Regions from separate parts of the Neogale vison genome. Here region 2 is linked to region 1. A link is a contact called in public Hi-C data. All regions are on one chromosome and are shown on one strand. Each heading gives the region's core, a stretch centred on a gene start, on an enhancer-like site or on the middle of the called end of the contact. The rest is flanking DNA. Distances are from core to core; before and after follow the strand shown. Region 1 holds the start of LOC122917164. Region 2 holds the start of AP3S1 (AP-3 complex subunit sigma-1).

Evidence for each region. A called contact is a pair of places that touch in the nucleus more often than the background predicts.
Region 2: a Hi-C map of muscle shows a contact between it and region 1, with 12 times the contacts expected there. The contact joins the promoter of AP3S1 here to the promoter of LOC122917164 in region 1. A contact is called at or near these places in 2 of 3 Hi-C or Micro-C datasets (fibroblasts and muscle).

What each region holds. Positions count from the first base shown.
Region 1 is chr1:170,583,978-170,591,768 of ASM_NN_V1, reverse strand. It overlaps LOC122917164, which reads left to right and starts at 3,764. Exons shown (of 5, transcript XM_044264725.1): 1 at 3,764-4,234. The coding sequence starts at 4,043.
Region 2 is chr1:170,789,265-170,797,055 of ASM_NN_V1, reverse strand. AP3S1 (AP-3 complex subunit sigma-1) reads right to left here and starts at 5,152. Exons shown (of 6, transcript XM_044263198.1): 1 at 4,971-5,152. The coding sequence starts at 5,039. It overlaps ATG12 (ubiquitin-like protein ATG12), which reads left to right and starts at 5,316. Exons shown (of 5, transcript XM_044263222.1): 1 at 5,316-5,691. The coding sequence starts at 5,529. It also overlaps the pseudogene LOC122896756.

The sequences.
Region 1 (7,791 bases), core at 2,515-5,014:
CAGAGCTCCCTTGCCCATTCCTCCATGTGAGGACACAGCGAGAAAGAAGCACGGGCTATATACAGGAAGAGGGCCTATGCCAGAAGACAACAGGCTGTAACCCTGATTTTGAACTTCCTACCCTCCAGAACTATGAGAAATAAATTTCTGTTGTTTATAAGTTTGTTGTATTTTATTACAGCAACCCAAAAGACTAGGACATTAACTAAAAATGTCTTCTGAGAAATTGATCCTGCTGGTTAGTTGCTGGCTAACAACATTTCAGGGGAAGAGATCATCTCAAAGTCAAAAGTAACAGATATCGCTAAGGTGAGAGTCCTGTAAATACACATGTAAATATAAATATAGATACACTATAATTATATAGGGAAGATGTGTAAGAACGTAAAGTTCTGGTTCACCTTAATGCTCACTGTTGGTCAGCAAAAAGAGGAAGGGGAAGGAGAGTAAATACTCAGTGCCAAATGTTTAAAAGATACTTTAGGTCACGCACAGGAAATGATTGTTTGTGTCAGTGACAGTGATCGCGACATGAGCAGAAGCATCACATCAAAACTGCATTTCCAGGCATGATTTTGTTCCTGGGAACTGCCTAGCAGGAAGATAAGGAAACGCTAGCCATTTTGAGGAGCTGTTTTATTGGCTGTTTGGGGTTTCGTCCTAGTGTTTCAGGCAGCGCTTTTCAGTCACTGACTCAGCCTTAATTGCCAAGTTGAGAAGACTAACTATTCCTTGAGTTTCGACCCAGATAAACCTCCAGCAGGCACCTACTGCCCACTTCACTGTTCACTAGCCTATTCTCACTCAAGCCTCACCAGTTGCCAGACCTCCACCAAGACCATAGTCCCTCTTCCCTCCCACCCACAAACCTCCCTGGGGCGGTTAGAAAGTAGCTATTTTTTAATTTCCTCGCTTTATCCAATTTTCTTTTCCTACGTGTTATTACATATCTTCAACAGAGTATGTCCTTTCTTGACCTTGCAGTGCACCGTTCATTGCCTTGTAAAAGGAAAGCACAATCCATATCCGATATCTTATAGTCTCCTTGAGTGCTGCATACAAACATACTGTTCTTGAGCTCAGGAACTGTCAAATAACTGAACAATAAGTATTTTATTATTTTTTAAATATTTTATGTATTTATTTGACACACAGAGAGAGATCACAAGTAGGCAGAGAAGCAGGCAGGAGAGAGGGAGGAAGCAGGCTCCCTGTTGAGCAGAGAGCCCAATGCAGGGGCTCCATCCCAGGATCCTGAGATCATGACCTGAGCCGAAGGCAGAGGCTTTAACCCACTGAGCCACCCAGGCGCCCCAACAATAAGTTTTTTAAATGCTTCAGTCATGCACTTAATAAATCGTCACAGGAGTTGAAAAGCGATGTTACTGATATGTAGGAAACTTGGCCGCATTTTTCATATGGACAAGGCATGAATGAGTATTTTTCCCATTTAAAATACTAGCACAGGGACGCATGGGTGGCTCAGTCTGTTAAGCGTCTGCCTTTGGCTTGGGTTATGATCCCAGGATCCTTGGATTGAGTCCAATGTTGGGCTCCTTGCTCTGCCAGGAGCCTGCTTCTCCCTCTGCCTGCTGCTCCCCCTCCTTGTGCTCTCTCTCTCTCTCTGACAAATAAATAAAATCTTTTTTAAAAAAAAATAACTTTTTAAAAATGGTAGTCTTTTAAAGGACAATTGTACAGAGTTTCTACTGCATTCCAAGCAAATCTCTCATTTGGTTCCTTCTGGAGACTCTGAGAGAGAAAGTTCCAGGCCTTTCTCCTAGCTGCTGGTAGCTGTGGGCAATTCTTGGCATCCCTTGGCTTGTAGACCTATCACTCCAATCTCTGGTTTTGACTTCACATGGCCTTCTCCCTGTGTGTGTGTGTGTGTGTGTGTGTGTGTGTGTGTGTCTAATGTCCCTCTCTTTTCTTTTATAAGGACACCAGTTACTGGATTTAGGGACATTCCAAGATCCAGGGTGATCTCAACTCGAGATCCTTAATTACTTCTGCAAAAACACCCTGTTTCCAAGTAAGGTCTAATTCACTGGGATGTGGAGTTAGGACTCAGATATATGTTTTTAGGGGACACAATTCAACCTGCTATCCATGTCAACACAAATAACACATTTTAAATGAAAAATAGCCATATGTTCTGAGTAAAAATTTAGTGGTGAGTGATATTGCTGCTTATTTTTGTAAATCTTTTTAATATCAGGATTCATGAGCTAAGTGCTCATCTGCTTTTTTACTTTCAATCCATTATTTTGTTGTTTCGGTTGAGATACATGGTGAATAAAAAGCCTCCACTCAGAGAATCTTAGACCCTACTGGGAGGGTTTCAGAGGCTCCCAGGGGCCTTTGGGGCACACTATGAGAAGCACTCTCTCAGGTATACACTTTAAAATATATGCAAAGTGGAATTTCTAGGCATATGTATGTATCTCCTGCTTTCCTAGGTAATGCCACACTCTTCATGGTTTGTATCACTTTACACATGACTAGCAGTGTTTGAGGGATCTTCTTGCTCAACATTGCTGCTCACCAACCTCTGATATTGTTACACTTTAGAAGCAGGTGAGTGGGAGGGGCGCCTGGGTGGCTTAGTCCAGTCAGGCATCTGCTATAAGCTCAGCCCCTGATCCCATCAGGCTCTCTGCTCCCTGGAAAGCCTGCTTCTCTCTCCCTCTGCTGCTCCTCCAGCTTGTTCTCTCTCTCTCTCTCTCTCTCTCTCTCTCTCTCTGTGTCCAATGAATAAACAAAATGTCAAAAGAAAAGAAAAGAAAATAGAACCCATGTTTCCTACTTTGAAATTCATTCTTTCTTCCTCTCAAGGCGCAACCAGTGCTCACCAAGGTGCATTCTCCTCCAGATCTTATCTCCTTGGGGGTCCTCTCCCCACTGCCGAGGCTTTGGGCACCACAGGCCAGTGGAGGTCCTGCATCTCCCTCCTTACCAACACCCCCCACCCGCACCCAGCCTCTTCCTCCACCTCCCTCCCTTCCCTGCCTGGCTCCTACCCACCTCACCCTATTTACTTCTCATAAAGCCCTCTACCACCTTCTGCTGATCATCTTCGAGTGCGTGAGCCTCACCATGGTCATTTCTTTAAAAGTGGCATGATCCCTAAGATGTGTTCATATGCACAAGAAAATGTATAATTTAAGAAATCAACACGTTTGTTACTATTACCTACAGTTTTTTTTTTTAAAGCACTCCAGCACAAACCAGGCTGTGACCATAGGCAAGTTACTCAACTTTTTGGATCCTCAATTTACTCATCACGAAAATAGGTGACATCACACCTGACTGGCAGAAGGACTTGTGTAATACTCTTGGCACGGTGCCTGATAAGGAGCGCTCAAATGACGTTTATTTTTATTTAACAAAAGCTTATTGAGTGCTTAGAATACCAAAAAGTAAGGTACTCTCTGCAAGTACTGAAGCCCTGTAATAATGCTGTGGATAAGGCAGTACTGTCTTCATTGTACAGATGTGAACGCTGAAGCAGAGCCGTTGACGTGGTACCTGCAGGCGGCACGCCCCACCTAGACACCGGAGCGACACACCCTTCTCTCTGGCCCCGCCCCGCCACGTTCAGCACGATGGCCCCGCCCCTCGCCTCCGCAGCCGGCGGCAGCGAAGCCGACGTCTCGCGAGCTTCCACGTACACACTCCAACGCCTCTCCGCCTCTGAGCGGGGAGAGCACATCCGGGTTGCTGGAGCAGGTGCCTCAGGCCCCGCCCCCTTTTTCCAGGCGCTCGCGCTACTTCCGGCCATCTCAGGCCTTTTCCGCCGGTGCCGTACCGGCCTTATCTCCGCTCTGTAGGTCGTTCCCGGCGCCAGGCCCCGGTCCCTGCGCACCGCTCGCCGGCACCCAGCGGCTCGCTCCTCCTCCCGAATCTCTCCGAGGCTCGGAGCGACTCTGCCGTGCGTCTTCGCGGGCCGCCCGGGCCGAGGCCTGCCGCGCGCGGCGAGTCGGCGCCCACCTGACCCCTCGTCCCCCCGCAGCTCCGTTGAGGCCGCCGCCGTCGCCTCGGGATGCCGGGGCCGGGGTCCGCGCAGCGCTGGACGGCCGCCGCGGGCCGTTGGGGCTGCAGGCTGCTCGCGCTGCTGCTGCTGGTGCCGGGGCCCGGCGGCGCCTCCGAGATCACCTTCGAGCTGCCGGACAATGCCAAGCAGTGCTTCTACGAGGACATCACGCAGGGCACCAAGTGCACCCTCGAGTTCCAGGTACTCCGTGCTCTCGAAGTCCAGGGGCCTCAGCTCGCGGTTCCGGGGTCGGGGCTGCAGCCTGCTTGCTGCCTCCCTCCTGCCGTGGTTTTTCCGTTCTTTGGCCGAGTCAGGACTCACCCCTAGGTAGCCGGTGCGGGGCATTGGCCTTTCCTGTTCTAAACCTGGGGCGAGAGCCATTTTAGACCAGATAGGAAGATGCGTGGATTCCAGAAATGCTTCTTGTAGCTGTGACTTGCCCTTCCATGCTCCGGTGGCCTGCCTTTCAACGCCCATCGAACTTCCCTCCTTGAAAGACTCTCTTTTCTTAAGAAAAAGTTCTTCCTGTTCTGTGGTGCTCAGTGTCCCGTCCCCTGCTCTCCCTGACCCGCACCTCCACTTTAATCAGATTTGAAGGACTGCCAGTATCTTTTCCCACTGATGTTACTAGGACTCTAGGTGAATTCTGCCCCCTGTCATGGGAAGAGCTCCATGGGAGGCCGGGTGAGCACCTGCCAAAGGTGTAGAACGAAGAGGTGTGATCAGTGAGAGGCCCCTTTTTGTCTTTGGGATTTTATAGAAAACGGACGTTAATTCACAGAATGTAGTTTATTAAGTTTGTTACAATAGTCTTTATTTCTGTTTTCCTTGGTAGGCTGACGTAACATATGAGTAGCTGTTGAGTGGTAGGTGCTGGTGATTACAGAAGTGGTTCAAAAAGCTTGGGTCACTGCCATCATTCTTGATTCCCTACCCATCCTATCCACCCCCCCATCCTACGCTTTTCTTAGTAATTGCTCATTCATCAAGACTCTGCTAAAAAAAAAAAAAAAGACTCTGCTTTAAGAGCAGAAAATAGGAGATTAAATGATCTATCTTTGGGAGCGAGGAGGGCTTCCTTTAGGAAGTGATTTTAAGCTCAAGTCTAAAGGATTAGTTGTACATACTCTGGTATGTACCAAGAGTGACTGGGTCTTTGAGGACCACTGAGAGATCCAGTATGGTTGGGAATAAGGAGCCAGAGGAAGGGAGGTCAGGGGCCAGACCATGTGCCTTGCTGGCCTCGTTAAAGATTTTAGTTTTTCTTAAGAGTGTGGGAGAGCTCTCAGGGTTTTAAGCAGTGCAGTGCTGTGATCCAGGTGTTTGGGGTAGTTATATGGATATTTATTTACTTGTGCGGGTAGAGATATTGGAGTGGCGGAGAGTGGTTGTGGAAGACTGATGCGGAGAGTACTAGAGTGGGCCAGCCTTCTAGGATGGGAGCTGTGGGGAAGGAGGAAAGTGAAGGGATTGGAGAGAAGTTAGTAGGTGAAATCAAGAACTTGGTGGTGATTTGGCTTTTGTGAGTGAGGGGAGGGAGGCTAAGGATCACCCTTTGGTTTGTTTAACTTCATGGATCAGAGCCAGGGGACGGAAAAGAAGATAGCAGGGGTGGCAGTACGGAAGTGCGAGTGTGTTTCAGGTGTCAGCATCAGACACTGTGCTTGGTGCTGAGAACACTACACTACTATTCCAGGCTAAAAAAAATTAGATCTTTTATGTAGCAGAATATAGATACAGTTCTTTTTTACTTACAAAGCGGAGGCTTTAGAAGCTTTAAACAGGGTCACAAAACTTAGCCAGGAGCAGAATCAGTATGCAGTTCTAGGTTAAATTCTCAACTCCTTTAATAATATACACCACTTCCCAAAGATCAGTAAGACTGACCTTGACCTCCGGGAGCTTCCATGGACACATTACCGTCATGCAGTGTTAAAGGCAAGAGCGAAAGTGCACGTGTACAGTGCTGGCCAAAGGCGGAGGGATCCTCAAGGGAAAGGTAGCTGAGGAGTTGATGTTTGAGCTGTGTCTAGGAGATACAGAACTTACTCTACCAGATGGCAGAGGGGGAAAGGCATCCTAGGCAGGTGGATTGTGAGACTCAATTCCTGAAATCAGCTTGAGCCCCCACGAAATACGGTGAGTAATAGTGTTGCTTTGTAATTGTGGATCCAGTAGTACTAGCAGTCTATCCTACCAGTTTGTCAACACTGTTTATGGGTAACAGATCGATGATGAAACACCCTTGCTGAAACTGCCCCCCTAAAAGGCTGTGCTGTCAAGACTGGTTACTAGGTAGGAATATCTCAATGTGACCAGCAAAATAGGAGAAAAAAAAACCCAGCCAGGCCTCCATTTGGGGTTTACTGGCTCACTGGTACTTTGCACACTTGGGTGCCTCCTCATCTGAGTGTCTGTGTCCGGCTTCAGCCCTCACAGAAGGAGGACAAAGGAACCCACACCTAACTTCCCAAACTCTTTCTGTGAGACAGCTTTTGACTCTGGTAGTTTCTGTTTTTCTCCTGTAATAAGCTGTAGATTGGTAAGCATTGCCATTGTGGGTCCTGATTCTTTAACAGACAGGACCTGTTTAACCTGTGGCTGTTCATGCAGGTGTAGAACAGACTGGTTCAGAGACCTTCTGGCCCTCTGCTATTTCTGGAACACAGAATGAGGAAGGGTATAAAAGAGGTGCCAAAGCTACCTTGAAGGAGGTGCAGAGGAGTGGTTTGGCATTGTTTGCACTTTCTGGAGGTCACAGGAATTGAGAAAAGGTTTTAAGTGAATGAGGGATGGGGAGGTGGGGAGGCTGCCCCCCGCCACGTGGGGAGTGGGGAGGCTACTGGCATCTGGGGGTTGGAAACCAGACAAGCTGCTCAACAGGCTGCGGTGCCCACGGCCACCCAGTCCTCTCCCATGAAGAATTACCCAGCCCTAAGGGAGCTGAAGCTGAGAATGAACCCCTGGGTTGGAGGGAGGAGAGATCCATCCGGTTGTGGGAAGACCTTTTACGAAGTTGTGCCTTTAGTCCTGTCTAGGGTAGGCCTTGGATTAGGAATGGAAGAGATGGGATGAATTTGAGAGAGGCAGTAACGTCAAGAGATTTCTGTGAGAACTGGACAAGTAGGGACACTTAGTTCGGGATAATTCCCAGTTTCTAATTTCTGTGACCAGACAGATTGTGAAGGGGTACTTTTTAAATCTGAAATAAGATTATTTGTTTTAAAGCTTGGTGGAGGAGAAGTGGCATGATGATCAATTCTGACTCTATTCCATTTGTGTAACACATTTGATGATCAAATACAGCGGCCACATGTGAACACTTGGATTTATAAAAAACTGTTTCTGCCTTTAGCTCAGGTCATGATCTCAGGTCATCTCGCTCTGCTCAGCAGGGAGCCTGCTTCCCTTCCTCTCTCTGCCTGCCTCTCTGCCTACTTGTGATCTCTGTCTGTCAAATAAATAAATAAAATCTTAAAAAAAAAAAAAGTCATGATTTTCACTTGGAGGAAAGGTTGACATTTGGAGGAATGGTAAATGTCTAATTGTTAAGACACTTTTTATGTCAAAACATTATATCCTTATGTTAATATATGCCTATTTTTGCAGTTCCCTCAGTACACAATTATATTTCATTTAATTATCAAAATGATCTTGTAGTTAGGTCAGTTATCCGTCTTGTTTTCTGCGTGACAAAAGGTCACTTTAGCAGCCAGGCCTCCTTTGAAGTGCAGAGTTGGAGTTCTGTCCTACAAATC
Region 2 (7,791 bases), core at 3,903-6,402, 200 kb before region 1:
TTTCAAGCAAATTTAAGTCAGGCTAAATAAAACCCTATTTAGGTAGTCAACAGCATCCTAATTAATATGGAAAGAAATCAAATCATTTGGAATTCTCTTCTTAACGAGACAACTCAAATAGTATATGTTACCATGTGTTAGCACCTTAATCCTTAGAACTGTTGATAATGATATTTTGGTCATAAAAAGAAATTTAACTATCCCATCTGCCACACTGTCTGTCTTAAGAGTCACTAAGAAAAGATATTGGTAAACATGGATGTATCTTTCTTAGAAATTTAAAAAGAAAAAAAATATATATATATTTATAAATTTTTGCTTTTTATGTCAGCAAATTCAAAAAAGGAAAGAACAATCTTAGGTCCGTTCTAGGGCATGCATTTAATTGACAACAATAATCAGATTTAGTTTATAAGAAAACTGAGACAACTCATATTTGTAACAGTTTGTAATTCATGTATGAACAGTGCATTTTATATGTGTACAATCTTTTGTATCTGTGGAAACAACTACTATAATTCATATAAAAGAAAAACATGCTCACTTTATTTATAGTGATACGTCATGCTTAATTAATAACATAGGAATCAAAACCCAAGGGTTTTGTTTGATAGCTATGTAAAAATAAATCTGGCTTATTAACTACATGTCTCATTAGTTCTTCATGGCAATACACAAATATTGCCAAGCAAATACTAAAAGACTAAAGTTAATTGTTGCCAAGTTGCTGGGGCTAACCATCAATTAAAGAAACAATTAAACCAAGGAAAACATTCAAACTTCTGTAGTCATAGCTCAAGGAAATAGAGGGCAAATACAAGAGGTGACAATATTCTGAGTCCACCCCTGAATTCTTTAGTATCTGACTCTAGCGGAATGAACCAAAAATTTCAGTTTAGCAAAAGAGATGTGTGACTTCGTATATATCAAACCTCACAGCAGCTGGCAGGCACAATTAAACCTTAAATGTCTATTACAGCAGGAAACGGAAATCTGCACTACCAAAGGGTAAAGATGAACATATAAATTGTTGTGTCAAAAGGAAGAATAGGGGCGTCTGGCTGGCTCAGTTGGAAGATCATGTGATTTTTGATCTCCAGGTCATGAGTCGTGAGTTGGGTATAGAGATTACTAAAAAATAAATAAGCTTTTTTTACAAAAGAGGAAGGATAAATGAGGAATGGAAATCCAATGCAATAAGGGAAATGGCTGGCAAATGGTTCAACAGTTTCCAAACTGCTCACTGCTAAACCATTATTGTTAGAATCAAATCTCTGGCATCTTATAAGGACCACACCCCTGGGGGCTGCTTAATAAATTACACTCAAAACTGTCAGTCTTGAGAATACATACTTCTTAGAAGCTTCAACTTAAAACAGAAACAGCTGAAGTATCAACTATTCCACCATTGCTTTTATCCTGAAGGCATGAATTCTTAAAACATCCAGTTAATGAAGGACAAAATTTTAAAAGGTGGAAGGAGCCTTAGAAGTCACTTCTAATCCAAACTCCATATTAGGCTGGGAGGATCGAATGAACACATTAAGCAATGACTTTTGAGAGCGTCTATATTCAAAATTCAATGTTGGTTGCTAGGGGTGACACAAATACATCTAAAACCTGATACCTTCTCTCAAGGAATCTATAGGATGCCCCAAGGAATTATAGGCTGTGCAACCGAATACTGTACCATAAATAACGATAAAAATAAAATCCTAAGAACCAACAGGAGTCATCCAGCAAGATAAAAAGCTTCAGGAAGTGCTTAAGTGATGTTTGAGTTAAATGTGGAACAAGAGGTCAAATCTGGACACTTGGCAATACAAGGGAAGGACATTCCAGGCAGTGAGAAGAGAATAACTCTGAAGCCCTATACAAACAGACCTCTTTTCCAAAAACTCTTTCCTTACATAGTCTGCTCTGACCATGCTATTTCTTGGTGTTGTTCAAAAAGGACAGAATCTTCAAATAGCCATTCCATCCTCAGGGCCTTTGCATCTATTGCTCCCTCTGCCTGGAATGACCTACCCTCAGATACTGGCAAGTCTGGCTTTCTTACCTATTTCAAGACTTTGTTCGAATGTCACCTTCTAGGTGAGGACTTACTTGACTATCCTATTTTTTTTCTTTTATTTGACAGAGAGAGAGATCACAAGTAGGCAGAGAGGCAGGCTGAGAGAGAGGGGGGAAGCAGGCTCCGCGCTGAGCAGAGAGCCCGATGTGGGGCTCAATCCCAGACCCTGAGATCATGACCCGAGCCAAAGGCAGTGGCTTAACCCACTGAGCCACCCAGGCGCCCCTTGACTATCCTATTTTAAACTGTCATCCTCATACTCCCTTTTCACCCTACTCCACTTTTTTTTTTTTTCACAGCACTTACTACTGTCTGGCATGGTATACATATTCTACTTCTTATTAGCTTTGTCCATCCCCCGCGCCCGCCAAAAGAGCATTAGTTACGTTTGTTCATTTCCAGATTTTAAAACCCTGCCTGGACATGGTAGGCATGAAACGAATATATGCTGACAAACTGGCTGGATGGCATAAAGGAGTGGAAAAGATTTCTCCCCTCAAATCAGTTATGTTCCATTATTCTTGACCAAGAAAAATATATAATTGGCTAAACCCAATTTAGGAAAAACTAATAATTAATAGAAACAGTTCCTGGCATTCCCACTTCTACATGTCCAGTGAACACTAGGTTCTTCTCTTTACACCTTTTAGCTCCCTGTCCCCAGTAACACTGTCACTAATGCACGGCCAAAAATGACACCAGAATTGCCACTGATGCCAGGACTGCCTCCTCCCACAGTAACCTTCACTGCTACCTCTAAATAAAGGTAAAAGGCACTTCTCCCATTTTTCGGACAGGAGAAAGATGTATTCCTGGATTCCCAGATTAAATACATCTTTCTGTTGATGCTTAAATTCTGAACTACATGAGTGGGTTATACTGATACCACAAAGGAGCCAGAAAACTTACTATTTTGAGTACTGATATTAAGTGTAGCTATGAAAAAACACATCTTTGATTTGTTTCAGTATCACAAAACACCTTTCCTACCCTGCAAATGGATGACCCAGGGAATATAGTTAAGAAAAAAGATTCCTTCAGTAAACACCAATACTGCATTTTAGGAAAATGGGTAACAACATACAGTTAAGGGCATTTTTCCCCCACTCAGCAGGATCAACTATGATTTTATTCTGGGTTAAAAACAAATCATATCGTGGGACGCCTGGGTGGCTCAGTTGGTTAAGCAGCTGCCTTCGGCTCAGGTCATGATCCCAGGGTCCTGGGATCGAGTCCCACATCAGGCTCCTTGCCCTCGACGGGGAGCCTGCTTCTCCCTCTGCTTCTGCCTGCCTCTCTGTCTGCCTGTGCTTGCTCGCTCTCCCCCTCTCTGACAAATAAATAAATAAAATCTTTAAAAAAAAATCATATCGAGGGGCGCCTCATTATGATAAAAAAAAAAAATCATATCGAGGTGGCTCAGTTAAGCATCTGCCTTCGGCTCAGATCATGATCCCAGCGTCCTGGGATCTAGCCCCGCATCTAGCTCCCTGATCAGCGGGGGCCTGCTTCTCCCTCTCCTGCTTGGGTTCCTTCTCTCACTGTGTCTCTGTCAAATAAATAAATAAATTAAATATTTTAAAAAAAAATCATACCGAACTCAGAAACAACAGCGTTAGTATGAATTACACCATACTAAAACCAAATGGGAACAGAGGAAAATATTCCTTATCACCCACAGAAGCAAAACTACTTAAGGAAATGAGGAATAAGCTCAAGATTTCTCACTTCGGCTAACACCTCCACAGACTGCATTATCATTTTAAGCCAAGTGACATTTTCACATTTCATTTTCAACGGCAGGCATCATTTCCATCTGGGGTTTATATGCACAGAAGTGCTAGCCTTGGCACCATCTCAGTATTTAATTGAAAGTTCATTTCTGACTCTAAGCAGAATGCCCCCACACGACCCAATAGTTAATATCTCTACAGGAATTCTCACACGGACAGCTTCATTTTACGTTTTACCTAGCGGTGAATTTTGCCCTCAGACAGGCACCTACGTCTGTAACCCTCATTACCCACTCCCCTACCCCCCCCTTAAAACCTCCTGCTTTTTCTGCAACACCATTTACACTGCACGGAGAGTTTTAACGAATATGACCAGTCTTCCTAAGTAGAAGGAAAGCTACAGACGAGACCCCATCCCCTTAGGGAGCGAAATGCCAAACCAGCTGCTGCAATGGGAACTTTCAGGTTACGGACCGTCACAGCTGTGACGGGTCAAACGTCGCCGGCTACTGCAGGACCTCCTTCATGGCCACTAGGGGAAAAGCTCCATTTAAAAAAAAAAAAAATGTTCGGTCCTCACTTTTTTTTTCTCTAATGAGGCACCTGAAAGTCACATCGGGCGGCCGAGAGCTGGACCGAGCACCCAGGGGAGACGGTCCAGAGCGAGCGCTCAGGCGAACGCAGGAAGCCCCAAGTTCCTGCGCGACGAGGGGATTACCGGGAAAAACAGGAGCCCATCTGTCCCTGCGAGGAGAGAGAGAAGTCGGCCGGGAGAGGCTGCGAGTCAGGGAGGTGGGGCCCCGAGCTCGGGCGGCGGGCAGGCCGGAGCGCCGGGTGGGTTCGCGGGTGCAGGTGGGCTGCGGCCGCCCGGCCGCCGAGAGCCCCCGGCCCCGGGAAGTCCCCAGGGCCTCGCCCGCGCCTCGGGGAAGCCGCCCAGCCCACAGACCCGCGGAGGAGCCGCCCAGGTAGAGCCACGTCGGAGGACAGGAGCGCGGCGGGAGGTGGGTACCTCGCTCGCCCCGGGCGGGAGGCTGACAGCCCCGGAGCGCGAGGCGGCCGAGGGCGCGCGAAGGGCCGCGGCGCGCCTCAGGGGGTCGCCCTGAAGGCGCTGCCAGCCGCCAACTACTCCCCCTCGCGCGGATCGGCGGCGGCGGGATACTCACGTAGGGCTGGTAGAACTTGGAGAGCCGCGGCTTCCCGTGGTTGTTGAAGATGAGGATCGCCTTGATCATGGCTGAGCCGGGCCGACCGGGTGGGCGCTGTGGGCCAGGGCGGGGGCGGGCGCGCGAGCCTCGCCTCAGGATCTCACCGGCGATCCTTCCCCACCCGCCCCCTCCCGCACGCGCGCGCGCGCGCTCCCGAGCCGCGGGGCGGGGCCTGGGCGGGGCCTGGGCGGAGCCGACGCGAAGGGAAGCGGAAACATCTCCGGTCTCGAGCCCGCTAGTCAGAGAGGCGCCTGCGCACTACGAGGTGCGCGGGTATGTGGTTCGCAGACTTCTTCCGGAGGATTGTTACTGTGCAAAAGCGTAGTTGCGGGACTAGTACTCAGGGCTCTGTGGCATGTTCCACGTAGAGGACCAACTGACAACTCCAACTTTCACCGTTGGGTTGAGTTCCCCCGGCCACCACACCGGAGCCTCTTCAGTGACGCCCCCTGCCGTAAACCCCGCCCCCTGAATACGCTGAGCCACCACTTCCGCCCTCGCCTTCTACTGAGCAAGATGGCTGAGGAGTCGGAGTCGACGCTGCAGCTTCCTCCCTCAACCGCTGCTGAAGGCGAAGGACCTACGGAGGTCTCCCCAGAGACAGCCACTCCGGAGCCCCCTTCTTCCGCTGCGGTCTCCCCGGGGACAGAGGAGCCTGCCGGCGACACCAAGAAAAAAAGTAATTTTGAGAGCAGTTTCTCTCCAGGCAGAGGCGGGAGGTTTAGATTGCGTCCGACTGGGTCCCTGGCGGCCAATAAAGCAGCAAACTTTCGAGGAGGCTGGGCCCAGTGGTGGCTTTTGACCAGTGAGGAGAGAGGAAGTGTGGTTTTCGGCTTTCGGGACCTTTGCGTTGGGTAGCTCTGGGGAGGGCGGTCTCCGGACGCGCCCTGGCGCTGTGGTGTGGGGTCCTTGACCGCCACAGTACTTCCTGTACTGCGTTCCACTCCTCCTTTGAATTGGCCAGACTGCGGGCGGGTTGGAGGTAGGGGCTGAGTGGGATCTCGGGTAGCTCCAGGTGCTTAACAGGGGACGTAATGACTTGATGAATGGCTTAAGGTTAAGTTAGGGATGGTCGGTGGCAAGTCTGGGTTAGAAGAAACGCCTTATCAAGTGCCTGTGAATTCACTCTTTGTACCAAAAACAAATTTTATCAAGTTTGAAGAGTGTCAAGAGAAAAACCAAAGGCATAGGATCTCCTCCTCCTCCGCCCCACCCCAAACGACCCCCAAAGGTTTGGAACCTTTATAAGCGAGTCATTTCATTGCTTGAATTAGTCCTCAAACCCTTCATTGCTTGGGAATTAGTTCGCCGTTGATGGAAAATCCTAAGGAAGTCACTTGGCCTTGAGCATCCTCTGTAGAGTTGCCTTTGAAAAAAATCCTCGCATCAGCGGTAACAGTTCGGATTGGTTCTTTTTTTTTTTTTTTTTTTTTTGTTACAGGGGAAAGCGCGAACGCAGTCCCCCACTACCACAAATTATGCAGTCGAGTTTCCCACATTTGGGGAAATCGCAGGGGTCAGCACATCCGGAGTGGTTGACCCTAGGCCTCAGTTTTTATCAGGCCCGAGTTTTAAAATCTAGGTATGGCATGTTTTCTAGTCCGTGATCTCACAGCCTTTGGATAGAACATCAGTTTCTGCTTCTTTTGGAGAATGGTCTCCTGGTACCCGCTCCGTTTGAAGTCAGACCGGCTCTACATTTGGGGGGAAACACAGTCTTATTTCCCCACGATGCCCTAGTAGAGTAACAGAAACCTGTGATGATTTCTGTAAAGAAGCAGTAGAGTCTTTAAGAAGAATTCCATGTTTCTTTTTTTTTTTCCTCATTTTACTATAAGCAGAAACAAACTTCAAAGGTTTTTTTTTTTGTTTGGTTGTTGGGGGGGGGGACCTAGAGTGGGCTTTGACAGCCTCAGTCAAAAGCTTACTACTTGACCCTGAAGATACCTGAGGAAAACAGAGGGAAAAAAATTAGTGGCCCATAACCCAGATACGGCCTCCGGTTATATGGGCGTGTTTTCTTCGGTCTGCATAGTTTTCTTTTTCTTTAAACCACCATTGAGAAATGGTATTTTCATTTTCTGGCTCTTGGGAGCATTTGATTTCGCCTCTGTGATGAGGAGTTTCTAGCTGTTTCTAGCTGTTGAATATATACCCTGAAGTTGTCCTTTTTTGAGGATCTCTTCTGATGGAAGAAGCTCCAGTATTTCATATGCTCCAGCTTTAGTTTAAGCTACAGAAGAATACAGATTCCTGAAGCTGACCAAGGTTGTTGGTCCTTAGGTACTAATTAGGATTACTTGGGAGAGCTTTTGAACTTACCAGTGCACTACTTCTAGAAGATTCTAAATTAATTGTTGTGGATTCCTGTATTCTTATAAATCTTGATTCTAATATATAGCTATGGTTGAGAACTCTAAGCAAATCACCTTTAGAATTTAAAAAAAGAAAAAAGGTTACAGCTATAACTACTGTAAGTAACTTTCCTAGCTTCTTGCCTTCCCGCTCTTCTTCCTTCAGTAGTATATATAACTCACAATATTTTCTGCCTCACTTTACTGAAATACCCAGTTATAGTTGAGTTATCCCTAGGTCCCAAGGATTAAGGGAGGTATGGAAGCTGAGTCAACCAAAATCTTCTCTGTTATCTCCCAATTCATTTATATTTAACTAACTAAAGTTATAATTATTAAATGGAGAAAGGAAGATAAACTTTAGCTGGAAGATAAATTGTATGTGTCCTGTGTTCTGGGTTCATTCATTCTAGGGGCAAACCTTG